2 separate regions of the Rattus norvegicus genome follow, and region 1 is linked to region 2. Evidence: chromatin contacts called from public Hi-C data. All regions are on one chromosome and are shown on one strand. The core of a region is the stretch at or near the end of the contact, and the rest is flanking DNA. Distances in the headings are between cores, read along the strand shown.

Region 1 (5,909 bases), core at 2,832-5,331, 83 kb before region 2:
CATGCTGAAACTGACACAAACTGAATTATTTGTAGCATTTAAAGTCCACGTGAGAGTTGAAAGGCATTACAATAAACTGTCTTACACTGTCTCATTTAAGTTTACTAGCTGTTGATATAATTTCCACATACACTTCATTTTCCTCTGGCTCTGTTGCTCTCTTCCTCTTTCTTTACCTCTATATACAACACACACACACACACACACACACACAAACACACACATAACACACACACACACACACGCATACACACACACACACTTCCCACCAAATCACTGAAAAACAGAGTGAATTCAGGCTGACACGCTACCTCAAAATGAGCACATATTTTTATCTAATTGCAATATTAAAAGTAAGAAACCAAAATGAATGTCATTTTAGCATACTTGCTTGTTAGAATATCGTCGCTGTATTTAAGGTTCATTTTTTTTTTAGTATTATTTATTTTATGTATAGGAGCGTTCCATCTGCATGTGCACCTGCAGGCCAGAAGAGGGCATCAGATCCCATTACAGATGGCTGTGAGCCACCATGTGGTTGCTGGGAATTGAACTCAGCTCCTCTGGAAGAGCAGCCAGTGCCCTTAACCATCAAGCCATCTCTTCAGCCTCTATTAAAGGTTCTTAATGATGGTAGAAAGTTAAAAGCTGTTTAATATCTAGGAAATCTTCGATCTTATAGTAGAGATCTCATCACTTACAAAAAAGCTATTTCTATATGTTTGTGCGTGTGTATGCATGCTATACATGTGCTGGTAAAGCTATTTCTATATGTTTGTGCATGTGTATGCATGCTATACATATGCTGGTACCTTCAGAGGCCAAAAAACTACTCCCCAAAGCTGGGGTTACCGGTGGCTGTGAGGCCCCAACATGAGTGCTAGGAGCTGAGCTTGGGTCCCCTGGGAGAACAGAAAGTGCTCTGAACTACTGAGACATCTCCTCAGCCCTACGATTTAATCTCCACTGATGTGTTCTTTTCTAACTTTTAAAAAGCTGTCTCAAACATGTCTCTTGGAAAAAGCAACTTTCTTTCAACAACGAAATTATTACCTAAATAATATTATACAAACAATATTAATGATGACTATTCCAGTGGTGTTGCAGTGTGGGGGATGGTACCAGGGTCTTGAGTTCTAGGATGGGGCCACTCTTCTCGCCCTTCAATTTTATTTTCATTACAGCTTCCTATATGGTTTTCATAGAAATATATTTGTGTCTGCTCTTTTAACCAGGCTGTTCCCCTACATCTAATTAACTTTACTTCATTACATCTCTGCGCGCTGCAGGCAGAGACTAGGGTTGGCGTGGTGTACTCTTGGCCATCCTTGTACTCAGAGATGGACACTGCTGCTCTGTTATAAAAGCAGTCTCAGTTGGCCTGCTGACTAGAAGGTGTGGAGAGGCTTTCTGGGAGCCAACTCAACGGACAGGCGTTTCACGTGAGCCCACTGTAGCCTCTCTTTATGTGTCCGCCCTACTCTTGTCTGCTTGTGGCTGTGTCTCCACAGCTGGGCCTACAGCTGTCTCTTCCCGCCTAGAGTATCAGAACTACTCCAGAATCCGTCAAACGGTCAGGGTGTGTCCTGCCTACGTGTGTATGATCGTGCTGGCTGGGACTTCGGAGTACGTGACAGTCTGCCAACTAGTGGATTCTCCACCCGACTGGGTGAACTCAACACCACAGGAAGGGCAGCTCTCTGGCAGCTCGTCAGGGGCCTGTGTGGTGATGGAGAGGGCCTGGCATGGGGCCTTATGAAATAAGCTCTCCCCCCACCTCCAGGGATGACCTTGTTGCATGCAAGGTATAAAGACTTTTCACTTTGGGCATTTCCCCTCAAATACAATTTAAAATTTTCAAGAATGTTTCAGTCAATGAACATAAGATTATTGGACTAAAGGATGGGGAGGTCATAGTTTCCTTTATACTCATTTTGAACCTATTCTTGAGACATCATGACCCCATTAATGATACAACCCATCAACTATTAGTCAGAAGTTAAGACCTTCAAAAGCCCTGTGGCTAGAGGCCATCATTAAACCAACACAGGTGACGGTTATTGCTCATGCAACATTTTTGTGATTTTCTCTTTTTCAACAGCAAAGTGCTCCTCAGGGGCCTCCTCCTGAACCTCAAGCAAGTTAAGAGCAGGAAGCTCTCAGTAATACTTTCTCTCCCTCGGAACCAGAGCGCTGCCAAAGTTATGTTTTAGCATGTTCGAATATTAAATAATTCACCCAGAGAGAATCATTCTCTTTTTTTTTTTTTTTTTTTTTGGTTCTTTTTTTCAGAGCTGGGGACCGAACCCAGGGCCTTGTGCTTCCTAGGCAAGCGCTCTACCACTGAGCTAAATCCCCAACCCCGAGAATCATTCTCTTAATGGCTTCAGAATGCAAGAGAAACATTCACAGTGAAGAATAAAAGATTTAGAATCTCATGGCCACATGTATGTCCTGTGGTTGGTTATCAGTTCCGGTTCTAACTAGAGTTCTGGGTCAATTGCCAAACGCTTCCTAGTTGCCTTGCTTGAAGAGGAAAGCATGTCTCGGGGCCCTGTAGCAATTAATGAACAAAGAGCAAGGAAAGGTCTATGGGAAGGTTTGGAGGGAGGAAAGTGAGGCGAGAGATGATATAGTTATGTTACGATCTCAAAGAATAAAAGGAGAAAAGATCCGCCTCGTGGTGGTTTGCATTGAGGAAAACGGATCAGTCAAAGGCTGCCGCAGATGGCTGTGCGCTCAGTAAGGATTCAGGCATTGGGGACTTCCCCTCTCTCTGTTCAACACAAGACTCTGTGCCAAAGGACAGCCACGTGACTGTCTGGTCTTATCCTCAGTCGGTCTTAACTTGCCATGTTCCTTCCAGACATTTCCTCCCGAGTTTATCCAGTGCCAGAGCACTGGCCTTGACTTCCAGAATAAAGATGAGACTGAAAATTCTTTGTTAATTCCACAACTGAATTACAGCGTCTGCCAGCAGGACCCGTAGAGCGCACCAAGTATGTTAGTTGATTAGCCACCTATGACTTCTACATGATACTATAAAATTTTATCTATTTAATAAAATGCTCGATAGAAATCTCTGTGCTAACATATGTAACAGGTGTACACCTTAGTCCTCACGTGGGACCGCTAACAGCAGGAGCAGCGCCTGTCTCTGACTCCATTGCCTGCCTTTGGCTCCCTTTCCCCTAACTGGACAACCTTGTCTAGCCTCAATAGAAGAAGAGGCTCTTAGCCCTACTACAACTTGATATGCCTTCTACAATTTGATATGCCAAGTGGGAATCTTGACATCCATGGGAGGTCTCCTCTTCTCTGAGGAGAAAAGGAGGCGGGGCATAGAGTGAAGGGCTGATGAGAAGGAGGGACTGGAAGGAGAGAGGGAGGGGAAGCTCTGATTGAGATGTAAAATAAATAAATTAATTAATAAAAGAGAAATCTCTGTGGTATTCAACGCTCATGCTGATTGGTGGCAAAGCACACGGACAATATACAAGAGGCAATTGCTTCTCGGCTATTGTGCAGGCAGCTTGGATGGTCTCTGTTTCGACCCCCACTCACAGCGTTCACCTATGGATGGTTGAGTGGTTAAGAGTGCATGCTGCTCGTCCAGAGGATTCGAGTTCTCTGTCCAGCATCCATGCTGGGCAGCTCACAACCACTCAGAACTCTAGCTCCAGGAGACCCACTACTCTCTTCAGTCTTCTGCCAGCACGGCATAGCATGTGGTGCTCACCCACACAGTCATACACGTAAGGGACAAAATAATAAACAAGAGATCTAATGAGCCGCATACATTCTTACTGTTAATTGAAAGGCCCTTAACACATATATTTTTACTTTTCATGAATAGAAAAGAATTTTCAGACCATCGTCCTCCTAGTCTCTGAACACGGCATGCCTCATTTTCTGCTGGCTCGTGATATGGAGGTGGCCTCTGTCTCTCTGAGCATCCAGCTACCCTGGGTCAGTGGGAGGGGAAGTTGGCATCTTCGAAGCTGATTCACACTCTACTGAGCAGGGCTGTTGAGTCTGCATTAAAATTATTGACCCTGCCCAGTCTCTGAGCCCGGCCAATGGCCGGAGGCAACGGGGTTTGTATGTGAAAAGAAGAGCTGAGGAAGTGCAAGCCAAGCGGTGCCAGACAGGCCCCCGCCAGCTGTTCTCTGCAATGTGGCCTCCGCCCAGTGACCCGGAGCCTTGGCAGCTTGCCCTTGGGTAAAGAAGGACCTAGAGAGTGGCTGCCTGTCCCGCCCACAGCCATCACCACTGAAGCCGCCCCTCTTCCCATCTTTCAGCTCCTGCCCAGGGAGATAGCTCTAGTCTAGACAGCTAACCCAGGCACCCGCTTCGGATTTTCTGGTTGACAGCAAGAGTGCAGATGACTGATTCTGACAAAGAAGGTAGCTATCTGAGTTCACCCGTGTGTTTGGAAAACAAACACTTTGGTAAAAACATGTTCGTCCTGCCTTCCTTGTTGCTAGGGAGTGAGGTGTGTGTTGTTACTACAGACTCCAGCTTCTCTTTCCCCTAAAAGTTATAAGATTTTTTTTTAAGTTTCAATTTTTAAAAATTTCTAACTAGCATACATTTTGCAGTGATTTTTTTTAAATCAAACGTCTTTGTTGATTCCGTGTCCCTTCCTCCCTGTCCTCTGTCACCTCCCTCTCCTAGTACTGCTCTGTCTACTCCTACCCACCCCCCACTTTCTGCTCTCACATCTCCTGTACCCTATAGGTCTCACCATTTTCCCCAAATCTCTTCTCCTGAGCTCCTTCCTAGTTTCATGGTTTATGTCCATATCCCACACACACACACACACACACACACACACACACACACACACACACACACTTGCATTCAGGCTTATGAACAATATCAACTCAGGTCTACATATGAGAGAAAACAGTAGATGCTTTTCTTTCTGAGCCTGTTGCTTTGGTTAATAGAATGCTTTCTAGATCCATCCTTTTTCCTGCCATTTTCATGATTTCAATGTTCTACACAGATGAATATAATCCCTTTGTGCAATGCAAGATGATTCCGATGTGCGCCACCCTGTCAGGGTCCGTCCCTCTTTTCTATTTCCTTGGTATCTCAAGCTGTGCAGCCGTAGACACGGATCTGCAAGCCCACGTGTGGTAGGACATGCAATCTTTGCAGTATACACTCTGAATTGGCATGGGTAGGTCTTCCTTACCGTAGTTCTGTTTTTAATTGTTGACAAACCTCTGTGCCGATCTCCATAATGGTTAAACTAGTTGAAATTCTTCCCATGTTTGCATCAGTGACTGTCACTGGATTTCTTGATCTTAGGCACTCTTGGTGGGCGAGCAGAATCTGTAGTACAACGTGTCAGATGTTTCTTTCTCATTTTCCTTAGCCTAGAGAAAGTCTCACTGGCCAATCCAGGTTAGTCTAGGGGTCCATCATTCTGCTTTCTCTCTCCTCCTTAGTTCTCCTTGTGAAATTCTGTGGGCTTTATCATCTGTTAGAGTTTTTTTTTTTTCTTAAGAGGTAAAAGAAAGGTACTATTAGGTCCATTAAAAGAAAATCTATCATGTTACTGACAATGTTTTCAGGAATCAGTAAATCCTCACGAAACAAAAACAAAAACAAAAACCAAAAACAACAAAACCTCCTTGAATGCACCAAGCAGTAGAAAATCCAAACTCAGAATTGGATTTCTGGGGATCCTGGTTCCTTAGCTTTTTCAGAAAATACTTTAAACAATGCTCTTTAATCTTTTAAAGTGTATCATGTGGGGTTGGGGATTTAGCTCAGTGGTAGAGCTCTTGCCTAGCAAGCGCAAGGCCCTGGGTTCGGTCCCCAGCTCCGAAAAAAAAGAAAAAGAAAAAAAAAAGTATATCATGCTATACACGAAAGCCGTGTGCTCCTTTGCTCTG
Region 2 (6,223 bases), core at 2,819-5,318:
TTGAGATCAGAAGGTCTGAGTTTCAGAGCTCTACTTCCCCAGGTCCTGTCTGTGTGGCCTCAAGCACATTGCTTGAGGAAGCACACGAGGGTGGCCTTCTGCTTCCTATTGTTTTAAAGAGCTCATAAGAAGAAAACAGAACACCAGGGCTTAGAGCAGACAGAGACTGGAACATGCAGCTTGGTTATTAATGTCCCTGCTGCCAACATATTTTTAAAGATTTATTTATTTATTATGTATGAGTACATGGCAGCTGTCTTCAGACACACAAGAAGAGGGCATCAGAGCCCATTACAGGTGATTGTGAGCCACCATGTGGTTGCTGGGAATTGAACTCAGGACCTCTGGAAGGGCAGTCAGTGCTCTTAACCACTAAGCCATCTATCTCTCCAACCTCATCAGATGAGAGGATGGTAGGGTTTGAGTGACAGATGAAGAAAGGCTATTGTCATTTCTGGGATACAAGTATAAATGGTGCATGAATACGTGGGACACATGGACTGGCGGGTTGGGGTGGTGAGGGAAAATGTCTTGTCAGAGGTTAGGCAATGACCCAAGGGAACGGCAGGCTGGAGGGAGCTAACAGCTATGTTGGGGGAGAAAACTGGGGTCAAGGGAGTGAGGGAGACTGACATTTGGATAACCTGTGCTACAAATGATGTGACCATGACTTGGGGTTTTGCAGTAGATGTAAGGCAGACATTGAGTTTAAAGGACTACATGACAGATGAGGTCATGGGAGGGAGAGACAGTGAGTCCAAAGGGATCACGGGATGCAGAATGTAGATCAGTCACCATCTGTAGGCACTGGGAAGGAGCCTGGAAGAGAGGAGCCCTACTTTGACCCCAGAGAGTGTCTAGAAGAGAGCTGGCAACCAGGGCTGGAACTAGATGATTTTGAGGCCTGCAGGAAGAGAATTCTGCAGTAAATTAGGTCAAATGTTGTTACCCAGGGAAGTTTTATAAAGAAACAGGGAGTTTGGGGAGATTCACAAGCAGACTAGAGAGCTTACCTGGCATTCCTCAAATGCTGTTGTCCCCTCCCCATCATGAGTGAAGAGTATAAGTAAGGGTGGCCTGTGACTGTAACTCAGCACTGAAGCCAGGGGGCAGACATGAGCAGAGGTAAGAGAGTCCCAAGCCTTCAACACTCAGCTACATAGAGTTAGAGCCAGCCTGGGCTGCAGAGTGAGACCCTGTGTCCCCAAAACTGTTGTTGTTGCTGCTGCTGCTGCTGTTGGTGGTGGTGAAGAAGAAGAAGGAGGAGAAAGAAGAGGAGGAGAAGGAGGAGGGGGGAGGAGAAAACCCTGAAATCTCACTGCAGACAACATAGGAATTAGTGAAACCCTACACTATGCCAGTAAAGCAGTGGGAGGCAGAGGGGTCTGGAGAGGGGCTGACCATCCAGGTAAGAATTCAAGGTAGCAAGGATATGGGGTTGAGTAAGTCGTGATCCTGAGGTAATTTTCTTATCTATCAGTGTGGGGACAATGTTGCACAACTTTCAGTGTTACTGGCTATATCTTATGAGGTAGCAATGGAGGGTGTGTGTGTGTGTGTGTGTGTGTGTGTGTGTGTGTGTGTGTGTGTGTGTGTGTGTGTGAAGCCAGGAGCCAATCTCTGAAGCCCTTTCACCTGTTTTGAATAGGGTCCCTTAACTGGCCCGATCTCACCAAGCAAGCAAGGGATCTGCCTGTATCCACCTCCCCAACTCTGGAATTCCAAACCTATGCCTTCCCACCTCAGCTTTAAAACAGGCTCTGGAGCTTAGCAGGTCCCCACGCTTGCATAGTAAGGACCTTACAGGGTGATCCATCTCCTTCGCCCATATATATGTTTGTAGTCATCAGTTTGCAACTAAACTGCTAAAAATCACAAGAGTGCTGTGGTTTTGATCACCCCTCATGGGTTCCAGTCTCAGAGTAGCCAGGTCAGGGGCAGCCAAAAAAAAAGCTAACTTGAAATTTTGATTTGTGTTCCTTAGAAAGATATAATTTTGCATCTTTTGACCATCTTCTACCTTGCAAAACAAACGTGATTTTCTTACTCCTAACTTAGTTAACCAGGGACAGAGTCCTAAAAAAATGTCCTGAGCTCTGAGAGACGCTGCGAGGGCTCTGATCTCCCTCCTTTGAGCAGCAGAGCCAGGAGCCTGGGCTGCTGGAAGGACCCTTCTGATGACCCATGTCAGCTTGGCCCTGGAGTAGAGGGAAGGAGGCGACCTGGTGGTTTTACAAGGTGGACCCAACTTGCCCAGGGTCAAAGTGATTGTCATTTGATTCTGCACCCAGTGACATCACTGTCTTATAATGAAAATCACAAACCACAGAGTAAGTTCTGCACACAGCTGTTCAATCTGAAACTCAGTTGCAGGACTCTGTGTAGAACCTAGTTTAATCATGTCATGGTTGGTGAGTGGGGATTAGGGCTTAGAATCAGGTATACATAGAAAGAGAGAGATAGAGATTCAGATACAGATAGAGATGGAGAAATATTTTATATATTTATATAAATATATATAAATTTATAAATAAATAATTTTATATATAAATATATATATATTATTTATATATAAATGGTATTTATATATAAATACATATTATTTATATGTAAATAGTATTTATATAAATACATATTATTTATATATAAATATTATATATATAAATATATGTATGGAAAGTCTTGGGATGATTCATTTTCTAGTTTTGAAAACTAACTTTCGTGAACCATTAGTTTTCTCTCTTCACTCCGTCTATTCTATGAGAACCTTAGAGATAAGCAAGCCTCAATATTACTTACAAGGAGGCCTTTTTCCCTGAACCCGTTTTTATGTGAACAGATTTAATGAAAATAGAAATTCTTTCTGTATTACCACAGATAAATTATTTAGTCTAATTGAGTGAAATGGCAGACCACCATTTCAAAGACGAACGTCTGGGGTTCTTTTTTTGTGAGCAGCTTTTAGACAGACTTAGTGCAGTCACCCAAGGTTTAATGTGCTTCTTTTAGAAAATTTTATCGTATAATAAAATAACCAATAATATTAAAAAGCACTGAAAACGAAGTCATTAAGTTCATTTTTCAAAAGGGGACATTCCACATTTTATGTGAGTTTTCCACTTACAAAGTGGCTGTGTGGGGAGGTCGGAATCCAGGTCTAGTGGCTCACGGCCAGCAGTTTGCTAAGACTGCAGCAGGCTCGCAGTTGGCCTGCTGCTCAGCAGGTGGCGTGGTACTCCAGAGTACAGAGCTCCATGGAAGGGTCTCAGCACTTTACAGATGTCCTGAAAGCCAGTGTTCTGGGGACAGTGGTTTGGGGCTACAAGGAAGTAATTGCACCCATCTTTCCTTGAGGTGGGGCAGGGCTCACCTTATTTTGTGAAACAATTTTTGTCCTCTGCGGTTATCGTCTGAGTGTGTTTTCTCTCCCCCAAACTCATGCTGGGGCTCACTCCCCAAAGCCATGTGTTAGTTGTATGAAGGGGTATTAAGAAATGTACGATTACCGTAATGCTCAGAGGTGGGGCCTCTGTCAATTGAATAGCTTAGAGTATTAGAGCGGAGCTCCCATGATTGATCTGGATGGCTAATTGAGGATGAGGAAGAAACTGCCCCCTACTCAATCACTCACTGTGTGGCATAGCTTCCTAGCCTCTGGACAGAGCCTATAACATGGCATTTATAATTTGCTTGTACTTCCATAATTATGAGCCCAAATAAAATGTTCTGTCCTTTGTTTCATCTTTTGTTTTTGTTTGTTTGTTTTGGGGGTTTTCTTCTTGGTGATACTGGAGAATAAACCTCACGTATGCCCGGTGTGTGCTCTACCATCGAGCCCCTTCCTCAGCCCAGCTTCTTTCTTTATAAGTCACTCTGCCTCTGGGTAGTGTAATTGTAGTAACAAAAGGCTGACCAATCCATCTTTCTTGCCAGCACAGCCGTGGACACCTATGTTCTGTCTCCCAGGAGGTCTCGGTTCAGTGAGTGTAGGGTTAGAGGGAGGGCACGGGTAAGAGGTTGGTGGAAATGGGTGAGCGTGTTCTTTGGCACCCTGGGAAGACATTTTATTTTCAAGGGCAAGGGCTGGAGGTCAGGGTGAGGTGGTCTTTCCATGGGAACTTTGAGAGACTGTCAACTTTGAGGAAGGGAGGGTCCTCATCCGTGAGTATAGACCGAATGCTCAAAGCTTTGAAAACAAGAGATTCCCGGGAAAGGCCAGAAGTCGGTGCGCATGCCCAGGTCAGGGCAGGGGGACCTTGGAGGAAGGTTGGCTTTCCCTCGGTAATACAAACAGCTCTTTTCTGGTCTGCTGTTTGTTTTCAAAGTATTTTTATGGTTCTTTCTCTAATCAGGACCCATTCCCACAGCATACTAAATGGAATTCCATCAGACTTACCACGGTGTTAAACATTTCCACTCCCCCACCCCCGTTTTTGCCTCAGCAAAGTCCCATTAGCTTACTGGATTCAGGGTTGCGTGTTTGAAATGAATCACATTGAAGAGATTTATGGCCAGTTAATTGGCCGTCTTCCGTCTTTTTCTTAGTTTCCCTTTTATGTGAGCTTTCCTCTCGCTGTGTTCTCAATAACACATTGTCGTAAAGCACTGTACTCAGAGAAGATCACTGGGAGGCGATGTACAAATTGCTTACAGGATGGAGAGGCACTTTAATTCCAAACTTGCCATAATAGCAACTGTTTTCTGATTCTCATACTTAGGAAAGAAAGAGAACGTTTAAATGTCTGTCATTCAGTCTCATTTAAAGGTTAATATTAGATATAAGATTAATTGACAGAGGGTAAGAAGGTCCTTTCAGGTCATGGTCTGGGATGTACATGCTGTCCACTGTAAATTGATCTACCTTCCCACGTTCCCAAAGTTTCACAGTTCTGCTTTATCACTGCCACTATTTGGTCTCTCTCTCTCTCTCTCTCTCTCTCTCTCTCTCTCTCTCTCTCTCTCTCACACACACACACACACACACACACCAGACACACACACACCACACACCACACACCACACATCACACACCACACACCACATACCACACACACACACCACACACCACACAAACACCACACACCACACATCACACACCACACACCACATACCACACACACACACACACACACACACCACACACCACACACACACACACACACACACACCACACATCACACACCGCACACCACATACCACACACACACACACACACACACACACCACACACCGCACACCACATACCACACACACACACACACACACACCACACACACCACACACCACATACCACACACACACACACACACACACACACACCACACACCACACACACACACCAGGATTCTTAGCAATTCCAAGCTTTGCTAATTCTCAATCAACTGTAGCCTTTATGTAGAGGATGGGGAACATGAAGAAAAAGGGAAATTCACATAAGGAACAGTTTTCAGCTGCACCTCCTGGGTAGGTGTTAAAGGTTGTCAGTAATGCTGTGGAGCTAGTGACCCAATCGTGACACAGAGATGACACTTCATCTCTATTACAAAGGTCACGGGTGCTGATCATAGGATGCACCAGGAGGTGACATGGCCCTGGCTTGTATTTAGCCTCTCCTTAGCTTGCATACCATTCTAGAAGCCTTCGTTTGTAAACAGATAGGGAGCCATTGGCTCTGCCCTGTTTCTTGAGGGTTGGGAGCATATGTCATACCGTTCTGTGGCTTGTTTTTGTCATTTACACATTTTGTCACAATCGTGCACCATAACGGTGGATAGCATTTACCCCAACGGGTACTCTCTTAAACAGCTTTACATTTGTCACAATCGTGTACCATAACGGTGGATAGCATTTACCCCAACGGGTATTCTCTTAGACAGCTTTACAGGTTTTATTTGTTTTCGCTCTAAGCTATTGACAAAGATGCTGCCGTGCTTGAGAGAGGTTAGGGATATAGTCCAGAAAGGTCTGAATGAAGCCCATTATTATACATAATTAATATATGCTGATGAGATATTTTTAGAAGAAAAAAACGTACTCAAGGACACACAGCCAGTAAGTGTGGCCTTGTGCTTTCAGAACATTCTGCCTGGACCCTTAGTCACTGTCTTCCTCATGTTCTCTGCCAGTCAGAGTGCACCTGTTTTGCTCTCTCTAATGGCTGTTTGTAAATGCCGTCAGCGTGGCACATTCTCCTCAGACCCTCACTGAAGACTCGCATTTGCTC

The links. A called contact is a pair of places that touch in the nucleus more often than the background predicts.
Region 1: a Hi-C map of kidney shows a contact between it and region 2, with 5 times the contacts expected there. The contact joins two enhancer-like sites. A contact is called at or near these places in 11 of 12 Hi-C or Micro-C datasets (the A7r5 cell line, the Rat2 cell line, Schwann cells and 7 more) and 1 of 1 datasets of contacts at active chromatin or transcription factors (oligodendrocytes).

Annotation. Positions count from the first base shown.
Region 1 is chr9:91,371,028-91,376,936 of GRCr8, reverse strand. The region is part of intron 1 of Col4a3 (collagen type IV alpha 3 chain); the gene reads right to left. Among named protein-coding and RNA genes, the nearest start is that of Col4a3, 50 kb to the right of the region's middle. Within about 2 kb of position 4,081, at least 29 of the 93 cell types and tissues checked have an H3K27ac peak or open chromatin away from gene starts, as enhancers often do. A contact at or near this core is called in kidney, where this site is marked.
Region 2 is chr9:91,287,881-91,294,103 of GRCr8, reverse strand. All of the region lies in intron 4 of Col4a4 (collagen type IV alpha 4 chain), which reads left to right. The region is part of intron 2 of LOC120094721 (a long non-coding RNA gene); the gene reads right to left. Among named protein-coding and RNA genes, the nearest start is that of Col4a4, 33 kb to the left of the region's middle. Within about 2 kb of position 4,068, at least 4 of the 93 cell types and tissues checked have an H3K27ac peak or open chromatin away from gene starts, as enhancers often do. A contact at or near this core is called in kidney, where this site is marked.